Linked DNA regions of Mus musculus: region 1 is linked to region 2. The links are chromatin contacts, called in public Hi-C maps. All regions are on one chromosome and are shown on one strand. The core of a region is the stretch at or near the end of the contact, and the rest is flanking DNA. Distances in the headings are between cores, read along the strand shown. Region 1 overlaps Gm46401 (a long non-coding RNA gene). Region 2 has its middle 26 kb from the start of Klf6.

Region 1 (6,349 bases), core at 2,927-5,426, 120 kb before region 2:
CTTCTGAGAGTACCATGGGCCTTAAATGTTTTCCTAGCCAGAGAACTATAGGCAGCTGATGACCTCTGGGTGGAGGAGAATTAGCCTCTCCCAGGAATGAGCATCCTAATTGGTTTTCTAATACAAAGTGGTCACCCCTAAAACCATATTCATACAAGCAACACCAAATGGACTCAATGGGTTACATTTATAGAATGCTGCACATATATATGTATATATATGTGTGTGTGTGTGTGTGTGTGTGTGTGTAAACATATATATGTAGCAATAATAATCAAAGTAAAAGAGGCTGTCAATTTGAGAGGGAGTGGTGTATATGAGAGGCATTGAAGGGAGAGGACATAGAATGGTTTGGGAGGGAGGAAGGAGAAGGGAAAGGAGAAAGTAATATTATAAGAAATTAATTAAAATTTATTTTAAAAGAAAGATTTTATTAAATGAGGGCAGTATTGGAATATATGAGGCTGTAGAGGTGTAATGCTCCATGATACTGAAATAAGTTTTAAAATATTTCAGTGATATATGATGATGTGTGTGATGATCAACCACATTCCTCATAATAGAGACTAACTTCCACTGTGAGACATTTTGTCTAAGAATTATGTGCACTGTGAGACAATTTGCCATTTCAAAAGTCTAAGTGTTATGTAATGTACTTTTCCTGGAGAGACTCAATGTACATGTATACTTGCCTCAGATAGGAAGCCACAAAAGACCAAATTATGGCTATCACTCAAGTCAAACTTGGTGAATTAATGAGTTTTATTGGGGTTACTTACAGAAATATGGGCTAGGGGTTACTTATAGTAGCAGACTCAAAACTGCTGCATCATCAGAGTCCACCCTAGGATGAATGAGAGTTGGCAAAACCTGAGCACCTGGAACACATTGCACAGCCATCAGGCAGCTCCAAATGTTGGAAAGTGTCTTTTCCAAGTGACTAAGTTGGTCTAACCATTTTCCATACAGCTCTGCTAGTTTCTGATTCTTCTAGAAAGCTGTTCTGGTCTTTGATGATTCTTTCCAACTTGCATTGTTGGATAATGACTATCAGAAGTTTTCATTGTTTACTCTAGAGAAGGAGTAGACTACTGAATCTGGTCAGTTTCAGGAACTTCCTGAAGCAGTTTCGAGTTGTTTACTTTCTGGATTAAGGAGCTTTTCTGAAGGATGGAATGTTTTAATATTGAAGGAAATTGCTACAAATTGATTGCATGGCTATCAGGTAAAGATATTATTTTCACACACACACACACAAAGCCCAACCTGCAATTCACAAAACTGATGCATTTCACATAGTTTAATGAATAAATAGCTGTTTGGCACCTACTCGATGCTAGGTTATGCCAGGACTGTGAACAGATGAGTTCTGTTGTACTGCCTGTATCTTGAGGAAAAGAAGAAAGAGTCAAAACATCACTTGCACTGGAAATTGATGGAACTGTTGGGAAACAGAAGAGAAGAGGGATAGGGTATCAGATCATAAATAGGATGATCAGGCAAGTCCACATACAGCTGGAAGACTCAGAGTCAAGAGCTGGGATAAATGGGTAGAAGATTCCATGCAGAGAGAACATATAAACAAAACTTTGACAGGAGAAAGAGCCACTGAAATGATAAGAGAAGATGGGAATTTAGTGAGTACAGGAGAGGGAAGCAGAGCTAGAGGTTCATGGGGGATCCATATCTCATAGGTATGTAGGGACTCTGAATGGAAGCCATAGAAGGATTTATACAGCATGGACCATTATGTAATCGACTTTATTTTTATGTGTTGTGTGTATAGTGTATGTATGCAGGTATATATAGCCTTGAACATGCCAAAGGCAGAAGATAACTCTATCCCTCTCTGCCTCATCCCCTTAAAAGAGAGCATAGCACTGAACTAGGATTTGAGCTAGTAGCCAGAGAACCTCCTGCTTGCCTCTTGTGATGTGACAATTACAAGTACAGATGCAGCTTTCATATGCTTGGTGGTGGTTTGAATTCGGGTCTTCTTGCCGTGTAGCAAATTCTCTTACCCACCGAGACATCTCCTGTGGTTTATATTTTTAGGACAGGCTCTTATTCTGTAGTCTAGATGGCTTTGAACTTAGTATGTAGCTAGACTAGCATTGAACTCATGGCAAACTTCCTGCCTCAGACTCCCAGATGCCAGGAACACAGATGTGAGCCATCATTTCTGGCTTGTCACCAGATTATATAAATAATCATTTATATATGATTATTCTGCCTGCTGTTTTGATGGTACTCCAAAGGGTAAGGGCAGAATTGGAAGGTGGTCGGATGGGGAGTCCAGATAGATGCTAAATGGTGGAGCTTGGGTGAATGAGGGAGAGTGGCCAGAGGTTAGACACCTTCAAAGGTAGTGTTGGCTAAATTTGTTAAAAGTTATATGAGATATAGATGAGAATGTCTTGGAATTCGTTCTGAGTAGCTGGGGAAGATTTATTTCTATCCCATGAGTCAGAAAATGAAGGAAAGGACAAACTTGCTAGGACAGCCCATGGTTGCTTAATCCTTGTGTAATTTTCCTTTCTCCTCCCAAGCACCTATAGGTAAGCCTTTATAACCCTCAGAATATGGAAAAAAGCTAAAAAGGAATGGATGCTTCCAGGTCTAGAATTGTACTTTTAAAGACTGGAGCTTGTCCTGTTAGAAAAGTCTTACTCTCGTGGGCTTTGATGAAGGAAGCTGCTATGCTTTGTCTGCTACATGGCAAGCACTTGAAAGAAGCTACTAGCTATAGATACCAAGAAATCAAGACCCTCCATCTAGCCATCTGGAAATCACTGAGTGTTGCCAAGTACCAGCAGAGCTTGGCAGTGTGCCTTTCCCTAGTCACACCATAGGTAAAACTACACACCCAGCCAATCTGGAGAGAGAGCTGAATGTCCATGTTCATCACAGCACAAATCAGATTAGCTGAATTACGAAAGTAAAGTGTTTATCAACTGATACATGATAAATAAATCACTATACACATGCGCGCGCGCACACACACACACACACACACACACACACACACACACACATACACACACATGGTCACTATTAAAAGGAAGAAAATGTTGTTATTCATGACAACATAAACGAATTAGAGGAAATATTGTAAGGAGAAATTTTTTAAAAGGTACAGAAAGATACCATATATATATATCATATATAATATATATGGATATGTGTGCGATATGTGATAGTAGAAAGGTATGGATGAAGTTAGAGTGTACAGAGATCTCAGTGGATATAGCACTTTTCATGCAAGTACGAAGACCAGAGTTTGAGTCTCCAAAACCCCACATAAAAGCTATGTAGGTATCCTATAATCCCTGAAATAGGAATGCAGAGACAAGGGATTCCCAAGGTAGATAGGCTAGCTGATTGGTAGGCTATGGTTCAGTAGAAAGATCCTGACTCAGTAAAGTGCAGACTGATCTGATCAAGGGAGGTCCTTGATGTTGATATTGAGCTTAAGGGTATGGGGGACTTTTGGGATAGCATTTGAAATGTAAATGAAGAAAATACCTAATTAAAAAAAAAAGAGAGCTAAATAAAAAAACAGTTAAAGTTAAAAATAAAAATTCAGAGCACAGATATGCATGTGCACCTGCACACATATGTATCCATTCATATCTTATACACACACAAAAGTCACAGTAAACAATACAATTTTACTCACCTACTTATTTCATGTGACTGCTGTCTCATTAGCTTGTAAGCTTTGGGGAAAGAATGGCATTTTGCTTGCTTATTCCAGTGACACGTATACAATGTGACATATTGCAGATATTCAATAAATACTCGCTGATTGAATAAGTAAGTGAGTAAAATGTCACAGTCAAGAAGACCTTTAAGAGGAGATCCATCTCCTCGAAGGGTCATGGGCATGCTACCTTTTGTGAGTGTTTTTAAGCTTAATCCTGAGTTTGCAAATCTCTTGGTGGATGCATCCAGGATCATCCTGAAAAAAAAAAAAAAAGGAGAGTTTAAAAAATCATTCCATTGAGCACAGGAGCTGGTAACAAGATTGGCAGGTCTTGCTCTTTGGAAGCGGAGATATGAAGACATCTTCCCACCCATGGGTGTTTCTTTCAATTTCCTGCTGTCAGGATAGAGCAGGTCCAAAATGAAATGAAAACCTTTGTTGTAATCAGGTGTAAAGATCTTCTTTTCTAGGATCAGAGAGTCAGATTAAGTAACCATATGTTATTCATTAACATATAAACTAAAGCAAGAAAGAAAAAGCAATGTGGTTTGCTCAGTGAGTGATTTTTATTATACAAATGGCAAATGCCAGTCAGAGTTTTCTGACAGTAGCTACAATAATCTCCTGCCTCCCAACTATGCACAGCCTTCTGAAATTTCTTCAAGTTTTGATCAAAGAATGGCTTCTAGTCTTCCTCTTTTTTATAGAAGAGCTCACTAAACCACCAACTGGTTCCTAGGGATGTTACTTTAAGGCTGAGAAGAAGGATAGCTGAGCATTCTAACCAGAACAGCACACATAACAGAGAGCCCTGACCCACCTACAGCCTTGGGAGCCACGTGAGAAAAGACTAAGGCCACTATGGAGTTCTCTACGTATCCAAAACAAAATACCATAGGTGGGGCATATTAAACAACAGAAATTGTGTCAGCACTCTGGAGACCAGTAATCCATGATTAAGGGATCTGAGGTGCCTCTCCTTGGGATGTAGATCTTTGCATTGTTCCAGTCTTCCTGGGTGATCCCTCTGTGTATACCCAAGCCTTTTTCTTACAAGGAAATTAGTGACTAGCTCTGAGCCCACCCTGATTATCATATTATAGACCAATCACCTCTTTAAGGTTCTGTCAATACTATGGTTATATCCTCAGTTACTGGAAAGCAGGTCTTCAAAATACAGATTTGAGATGACTCAGGTTAGCCAAGGACAGTCTGGTTGAGGTAACAGTTAAAAACCAGCACAAGTTGCAGCCCATGAACTAATAGGCCAAATGCCTTCAAATGACTTCTAGCTATGGGACCACCACAACCGGAGCTAGACACCAAGAACAGAGACAAATTGTCATGCTCTACCTGTGTGAGCTGCTGACCTGCAAGATCTACAAGGGTGTTCATAGCACTGAGCTCCGGTTGACAGGATAGCTTGTTCTTTGACAGTATCAATTGCAAGAACACCTCTGATAAGAACAGGGGTGACGAGTCCTCATGTTCTCATTCAGTTCTTCACTGTATAATGTGCACACCTCAAGGTGAAGAAGTTGAGGCATTAAAACAACTACCCAAAGGCACATAGTAGCTAAGTGGTGATACAGATTTGTACCCAGTATGTAACTTTCAAGTCTTTCCTAATGCAAAGTCAGTCTATCTGATGCATAGAAAGTCGACCAATGATCCCCCCTGCCCACATTAAGACTGCTGTCACTGTCACATGCCCCGGCCTGCATGTCTACACAACTCAGATGATACCTAGTACACTTGTGATCTAGGGTCTTTCCAAGGAGGCATGGCACACGGCAGCAGTACTTTCTCAGCCACAGGGATGGCCATGGGAGCAAGGCCTGGGAGCCAAAATGACTTCAGACAGCTTCACACTTGGAGCTATTCCTAGCTGTACATCTGGTACAGTCTTCAAGGCCTGAAATGAAGACTTCTCAGGGACACATATGTGAATATGTATAGGAAGGACTCATTCCACAAAGCTGCAGAGAGCTCCCTGTTGTCCCATAAGCTGAGTTCCCTCCAGGTGCCTATCAACCTGGGCTATCCTTCAGAGACAGATGACACCAGGTCCATAGGGCCTCACTGCAGGTTTGCATTCTACCAGAGAATAAGCAGAAAAACCCTGCTCAGGGTTATTTTAACTGGGTTTGCCTTCTAGTTGCTAGGTCTTTTCTGGGAGAGAGAGAGAGAGAGAGAGAGAGGGGAGGGAGGGAGGGAGGGAGAGAGAGAGAGAGAGAGAGAGGGAGGGAGGGAGGGAGGGAGGGAGGGAGAGAGAGAGACAGAGAGAGAGAGAGAGAGAGAGAGAGAGAGAGAGAGAGAGAGAGAGATTAAAGCCTGAATCCCCTTTCTTCTTTCAAAGAGAATCTGGACAGGAAGACACACGGTTTTCATTCTTGTACTCCCTCTTGGGCAAAGAAACACATCTTATTTTTCATCAACTGCTATAACAAAAGTGGAGCAGGGGCAGGAACATTAGACTTTGCTGTGCTTTCCCCTCCAGTCCTTCAGCAGTAAGAGGAACAGTAGTCATGTGACAGCTGTCCTGGCTTTAATGGCTCCTGAGAGGACTTCTTTTTTTCTCTCTAGTTGCAATTGTGACTCTCCCTTCCCTGAGTGGATCGCCTATCCCCAGGCTCTACCTCC
Region 2 (6,656 bases), core at 2,156-4,655:
TTTTTGTTGTTGTTGTTGTTGTTGTTGTTGTTGTTGTATGTGTGTGTGTGTGTCTTCACCATGGCAACAGCAAATTAGCTTTTGAAATAAAGGGCCTACTCCAGCACTGTTCATGAAAGTGTCGTTTGTCATCATTAGTAGAAAAGGGTGATTCTAAGAAGGAGAGTGCTAACAGCCCTCCCACCATGCTTAGACTTCTCAGAACCACAGAGAACAAAATGACTCAACAGACCTCTCATAGCAGCCTGTGTGTGCCATCCTTCCTCAGATGGCAGTTCAAAATAGGGTGTCATATTCGAGCAATCTGAAGTTTCTAATATATAAGGGAAGTAAGTGAGATGGAAAGATGCAAACATTGAAGAGATGTAGGGAAGAAAAGAAAACAGAGGGGGAGAGGGAGCATAGAAAATAGCTTATTTAGCAAAGTCATTGTTGTTTAGAGAGAAGATCTCTGATAGCTCAGGTTGCCCACGAACTGGGTGACGTGGGGCTGAGGATTGTGGTGACCTGGAACTCTTTAATTTTCTTGCTTTCTTCCTTGGAGTCCTGGGTCTACAGGCTGGTGAACATGACCTTGGTTTAAGGTGGTACTAGAGATTCAATCCCGAGCCTGTGGTCTGCTATGTCAGCACTCTACCTACTGAGTCCAGCACAAAACAACGTCTGCATATTAGTTGCACAAGAGTAAACGCTATGCCAAAGTTTTCTCTCATAACCCTCCCATGACAGAGCTAAATGGATAGTTTCAAAAGAGTGGCCAAGTGGACTAAAGGCTATTTGAATCTGTAGGCTTTAGAGCCTGCATATAGAAGAATATAGGAGAGACTCTTGACAGGGAAATGTAGGACTAAGAGATACTAGAGGATAAAGGGAGAGTAGTGAAAGTCCACTGACTAAGGAAAGCATTCGAAAATGAAATGTTGAATTATGGTCATGGTACTTGAGCTGGCTCCTAGTGACAGGAAGTTTAGGTTCAGGTCTGATTTAGAAATATATAGAAAGTTCTCCCTGCCTTCACGTTGCCCCAAGCTCTCCAGTGTTTCTGGAGCTAAGGAGTTTGTATATATCACGTTCCACGCATCTGAAGACATACAAGAATGAGTGCAGGAGCACTTCCTGCCTCTTCCCGTTTTCTAGCAGGCACTTTTCTTGGGAGGAGACCTAGACCTCAAGATGCAGCAACAGACCAGTTTCAGGTTACAGCATCAAAGGCTATTTGATCAGAGACACTGCATTCTTGGTTACTCTCCACGTTTGCTCAATTGAGCAAATTTTTTAAAAAGATTTTTTACATTTTTGATTTCTAAATATGATCCAGACAGTTCTGAATGTCTAGTTGGATATGATCAAATGATCTGTGGTTCTGGTAAAGATCCTTGGAAACTGATGACACAAACTGCAGAGGAGAAAGAGAAGTTGGTCTCCTTCAACATCTTCATTCTGAGTGAACATCACACTTCCCCAAACACAGTTTGGGGCTCAAGCCAGTATTGCTTTTTCAAACCACTTATTTGGCCCTATGAGTTAGACAACCTGAGGCCAGTGAAGGGCAATCTCTTCTTTCAAAGGAGCAGAGATGCATACTCCCCATTTCGTTTCCTTCTGCCTTTCCTTTTTTCCTTTCTTCCTCCCCACTTCCTCCCTTCATCCTTCCTTCCTCATTCCCTCTTCCTCCCTTCCTCCCTCCCTCCTTCCTTCTTTCCTTCTTCTTCAGTTTCTTCCTCTTTCCCTCCTTCCTTCTTCTTCCTTTCTTCTTTCCATCTCCCCCGCCCCTCTCTCCCTATTTCTTTTAGTTTCCTTTGCCTCCAGCGTTTCATCTGAACTGGAAACATCTGATGACTTTCCACTTCTCCTGAGCCTTTCTTGGTCAGTTCGTGGTTCAGCCACAGATCCATGTACAACTGAAATGACAACCTCTTGCATTTACTCCTTCCTCATTTGCTCTCAGACCTCTGGTTATGCGTGAGGGTGTGGGAGAGACTGCACACACCACTAACACAGCCCTCCCTCCTCCCTCCACAAGAGCTCCCTAACGAACTGAAGACCTCCATCAAGACATGGTTGCCCCCCAAATGCCCCTGATGGAAGACACTGGGGGGACCTTGATGGTCTTAGAGCAGCGGTTGGTCATCAGGGCTGTATACAAATGCCCAGAGGCTGGACTCAGCAATAAACTTGTTTCAGGAAATGAAAGACGGAACCCATGGTTTCAACCAAGTTAGGGCAGAACTGAAAGTCTGCAAATAAAACTTATAGATCCTTAATCACAGCTTTCGCTCCACTCAGGTGGTAGAAAAACAATGTCGTTCTCTAAGAGACTGTTTTTTTTTTTTTCTTCAAGACCTCTTGAATAAACACACCGTGTAAAAATATTTATCATGTCAATATGGTTTAATAAGCATTCATTATTTATTGGGCTTCTGAGTGCTTAGGCAATACTACAATTAACTTTGCAGATTTGATTGGTTTTGATTGGAGGTCATTGGAAGGCAAGCTTGTACTTGTCTTAGCAGAAACAGGCAGAGCAATAGGCTGGATTGAGGCCTGAGAATGTTTGAGCAAGTCCCAAACTCTCTGGGAAATAAAAACCGTAACAGCTCCATAGTTGAATTAAGTACGAGATAAAAATCACATTGGCAAGAGCAGCGAACACCAGGATCAAACCACCTCTCAAACAAATTATTCCAGGAATAAATTAATCTCCCTGATGCTCATCTGCAGAACCGATGTGAAAGAGTTGTCACTTCCATGCTTGTCACTCACGGGGCTCAAGATTCCAACACACTAAACAGACCCTGCAGCAGGAGGACAGTGAGCGACACTTTCTAGTAATGTTTCACTCTGTCTAGTTACTACCACCCAGAGCATTCTTTTTCCCTGAATAATTCTTTGATTTCCTCTAGAACAATTATATTCTGTAAACAATAAAGGAGAGAGAATTAATATTTGCTGAGTACATATATCATATAATCTCAATAATATTTTGGGGTGAAAGAATTTTTCTATTCTTATATATTTCATTAAGAATACAAATAGGCCAAGAGTGGCTGGTGACGTATCAATTAGAACACAGGTCTCCATCCCCAAATCACTTTGTCTATCCATTCTGCCTCCTACGAGATAAGACATTACCCAACAATATATATTTAGAAGGACACTCCTTGCATATCGATCATCCTTGTCAGCAGGGTTCTTCCTTTTTGAGGAAGAAAGGTGTGGTGTCTCGTACACATACCTCAGAACAGAAGCTCAAGCCCAGGGAATCCTGTCAGGCTGTCATTGCTGGAGCTTCACTGATTTTCCCAGAACAGAAATAATGAGCATTGGAAGTACTGAGGCTCAGTGGATGGCCACACCCAGGTACCCGTCTTCTGACTCATGGACCATTGTAGGGTGTGAGGTGAAGTGAATCACCACATTCTTTCTCAATCATCCTACACAGACTGGACTCCTTGGGTTGGGAAGTAGGTCTAAGAACAGCATCTACACTTAAGTAGACACATTTAAAGAACAAGTACGCTACAGTCCAGCAAGGTCCTGGGTATAGTAGATACGGAAATACCTGAACTATAGAATAATAGTCTTATGTAATTCAAGAGAATTGGGATATTTGAACATAAAGGACTTCAGTCTCAGGTGTGATCAATAACCCTTATACTCTCAGGTGATGTTAAAGAGTGATTTGTGATTGCACTTAATGGATAGAATATGAGGTCATTGTAATAAAATGGCCAAAAGCCATGAACTTCTCAGGGGTTTCTCACATAGGAATAGGAAAAATATTTTTCATCTTACAACTTTCAAACTTGGTTTCTTTTCTTTTGTTGTTGAAATGTGGGAAATGATTTATTATTGACAACTACACAAAATCTTGCTAGCATCTTCTCTACTGATCTTTAGTAATCTCTGCTAGGAAGTGGATGGCACGAGGTCAATAAGGTCAGTAGTCAGCCTTATAAAAACATTTGGAAATTGGTAATAATCCTTCACATTTCCTGACTGGAAACAGACAGGCGGGGTCTCCACTTGTGTTTTCCAAACTTAGCTACACATTAGTCCACTTTCTACCATCTATTTGTTTTCACAGTATCTGGTCCTAGTAACTATTGATCGTTATTGCTGCTGTTGTAGTTTTGAGGGAGGGTCGGATGTTGCCCATGCTGGCCCTGAATGATCCTGAATTTCTGATCTTCTCTCTACCTTACAGACATGCACCACTATACCCAGTTGTGCACAGTCCTGGTCATCCAAGTCAGGCTGCCATTCATGCTGGGTAAGCCCTCTGCCAAATTGAGCTACATTATTAAACTGGTTTGTTCAGTGTCTAAAATGAACTCACATGTCTAATCAATGTACGATGGTGGATCTCACCAGCAAGGTGGGTCAACTTGGACAGTACAAGTTCCGATAAGCAATCTTAGAAAAATAAGGCTGTTGTCCTACACAGAGGGAAGACTGTATGGTTACCTGTCATTTAAGTGTAAGGTACAAAGCAACATATAAAACACACGTTAGAGATAATCTCCCAGAAAAGTAGCTCTGATTATTCTTGGTGCTGTTACAAGAAGTCTGGACCTGGTCAGGCTCCTCACCAGGGTTTGTGGCAACCACCAATGGCATTGAAGTCAGTTTTGACAACAGAAAGATTTGTTCAGAACTGGTTCTGTAGTAGATTCCCAAATGCTGCGAAAGGCTAATGGTTGAGCACTTACTTAACACATGGGAAGCCTTGAATTCTGTTCTCAGTGTATATTTGTGTACATGTACATCCTAAAAGAAAAAAGAAAATACAACTTAAGAAGTAATAATATCTTCCTTTATTATTTTTATATATACTCCAGCAACTGACAATGCACAGCAAGCAACCGTATATGTTTTTTTTCCATTTTTTATTAGGTATTTAACTCATTTACATTTCCAATGCTATACCAAAAGTCCCCCATATCCACCCACCCCCACTCCCCTGCCCACCCACTCCCCCTTTTTGGCCCTGGTATTCCCCTGTACTGGGGCATATAAAGTTTGCAAGTCCAATGGGCCTCTCTTTCCAGTGATGGCCGACTAGGCCATCTTTTGATATATATGCAGCTAGAGTCAAGAGCTCCGGGGTACTGGTTACCTCATAATGTTGTTCCACCTATAGGGTTGCAGATCCCTTTAGCTCCTTGGCTACTTTCTCTAGCTCCTCCATTGGGAGCCCTATGATCCATCCATTAGCTGACTGTGAGCATCCACTTCTGTGTTTGCTGGGCCCCGGCATAGTCTCACAAGAGACAGCTACATCTGCGTCCTTTCAATAAAATCTTGCTAGTGTATGCAATGGTGTCAGCATTTGGATGCTGATTATGGGGTGGATCCCTGGCTATGGCAGTCTCTACATGGTCCATCCTTTCATCTCAGCTCCAAACTCCGTCTCTGTAACTCCTTCCATGGGTGTTTTGTTTCCAAATCTAAGGAGGGGCATAGTGTCCACACTTCAGTCTTCATTCTCCTTGAGTTTCATGTGTTTAGCAAATTATATCTTATATCTTGGGTATCCTAGGTTTGGGGCTAATATCCACTTATCAGTGAATACATATTGTGTGAGTTTCTTTGTGAATGTGTTACCTCACTCAGGATGATGCCCTCCAGGTCCATCCATTTGGCTAGGAATTTCATAAATTCATTCTTTTTAATAGCTGAGTAGTACTCCATTGTGTAGATGTACCACATTTTCTGTATCCATTCCTCTGTTGAGGGGCATCTAGGTTCTTTCCAGCTTCTGGCTATTATAAATAAGGCTGCTATGAACATAGTGGAGCATGTGTCCTTCTTACCTGTTGGGGCATCTTCTGGATATATGCCCAGGAGAGGTATTGCTGGATCCTCCGGTAGTACTATGTCCAGTTTTCTGAGGAACCGCCAGACTGATTTCCAGAGTGGTTGTACAAGCCTGCACTCCCACCAACAATGGAGGAGTGTTCCTCTTTCTCCACATCCTCGCCAGCATCTGCTGTCACCTGAATTTTTGATCTTAGCCATTCTGACTGGTGTGAGGTGGAATCTCAGGGTTGTTTTGATTTGCATTTCCCTGATGATTAAGGATGTTGAACATTTTTTCAAGTGCTTCTCTGCCATTTGGTATTCCTCAGGTGAGAATTCTTTGTTCAGTTCTGAGCCCCATTTTTTAATGGGGTTATTTGATTTTCTGGAGTCCACCTTCTTGAGTTCTTTATATATGTTGGATATTAGTCCCCTATCTGATTTAGGATAGGTAAAGATCCTTTCCCAATCTGTTGGTGGTCTTTTTGTCTTATTGACGGTGTCTTTTGCCTTGCAGAAACTTTGGAGTTTCATTAGGTCCCATTTGTCGATTCTCGATCTTACAGCACAAGCCATTGCTGTTCTGTTCAGGAATTTTTCCCCTGTGCCCATATCTTCAAGGCTTTTCCCCACTTTCTCCTCTATAAGTTTCAGTGTCTCTGGTTTTATGTGAAGTTCCTTGATCCACTTAGATTTGACCTTAGTACAAGGAGATAAGTATGGATCGATTCGCATTCTTCTACACGATAACAACCAGTTGTGCCAGCACCAATTGTTGAAAATGCTGTCTTTCTTCCACTGGATGGTTTTAGCTCCCTTGTCGAAGATCAAGTGACCATAGGTGTGTGGGTTCA

Evidence for each region. Hi-C and Micro-C count contacts between places; a contact is called where the count stands out from the background.
Region 1: a Hi-C map of epidermal suprabasal cells shows a contact between it and region 2, with 2.3 times the contacts expected there. The contact joins two enhancer-like sites. A contact is called at or near these places in 9 of 39 promoter capture datasets (the 3T3-L1 cell line, 3T3-L1-derived adipocytes, the HPC-7 cell line and 6 more), 1 of 15 datasets of contacts at CTCF or cohesin (the NIH/3T3 cell line), 12 of 484 Hi-C or Micro-C datasets (the AML12 cell line, the C2C12 cell line, bone marrow-derived macrophages and 8 more) and 3 of 115 datasets of contacts at active chromatin or transcription factors (CD8 T cells, bone marrow-derived macrophages and pancreatic cancer cells).

The regions. Positions count from the first base shown.
Region 1 is chr13:6,002,553-6,008,901 of GRCm38.p6, reverse strand. It overlaps Gm46401 (a long non-coding RNA gene), which reads right to left. Exons shown (of 6, transcript XR_001780857.1): 4 at 3,894-3,961; 5 at 1,331-1,441. Among named protein-coding and RNA genes, the nearest start is that of Gm46401, 90 kb to the right of the region's middle. Within about 2 kb of position 4,176, at least 4 of the 459 cell types and tissues checked have an H3K27ac peak or open chromatin away from gene starts, as enhancers often do. A contact at or near this core is called in epidermal suprabasal cells, where this site is marked.
Region 2 is chr13:5,883,755-5,890,410 of GRCm38.p6, reverse strand. No RefSeq gene overlaps it. Among named protein-coding and RNA genes, the nearest start is that of Klf6, 26 kb to the right of the region's middle. Within about 2 kb of position 3,405, at least 111 of the 459 cell types and tissues checked have an H3K27ac peak or open chromatin away from gene starts, as enhancers often do. A contact at or near this core is called in epidermal suprabasal cells, where this site is marked.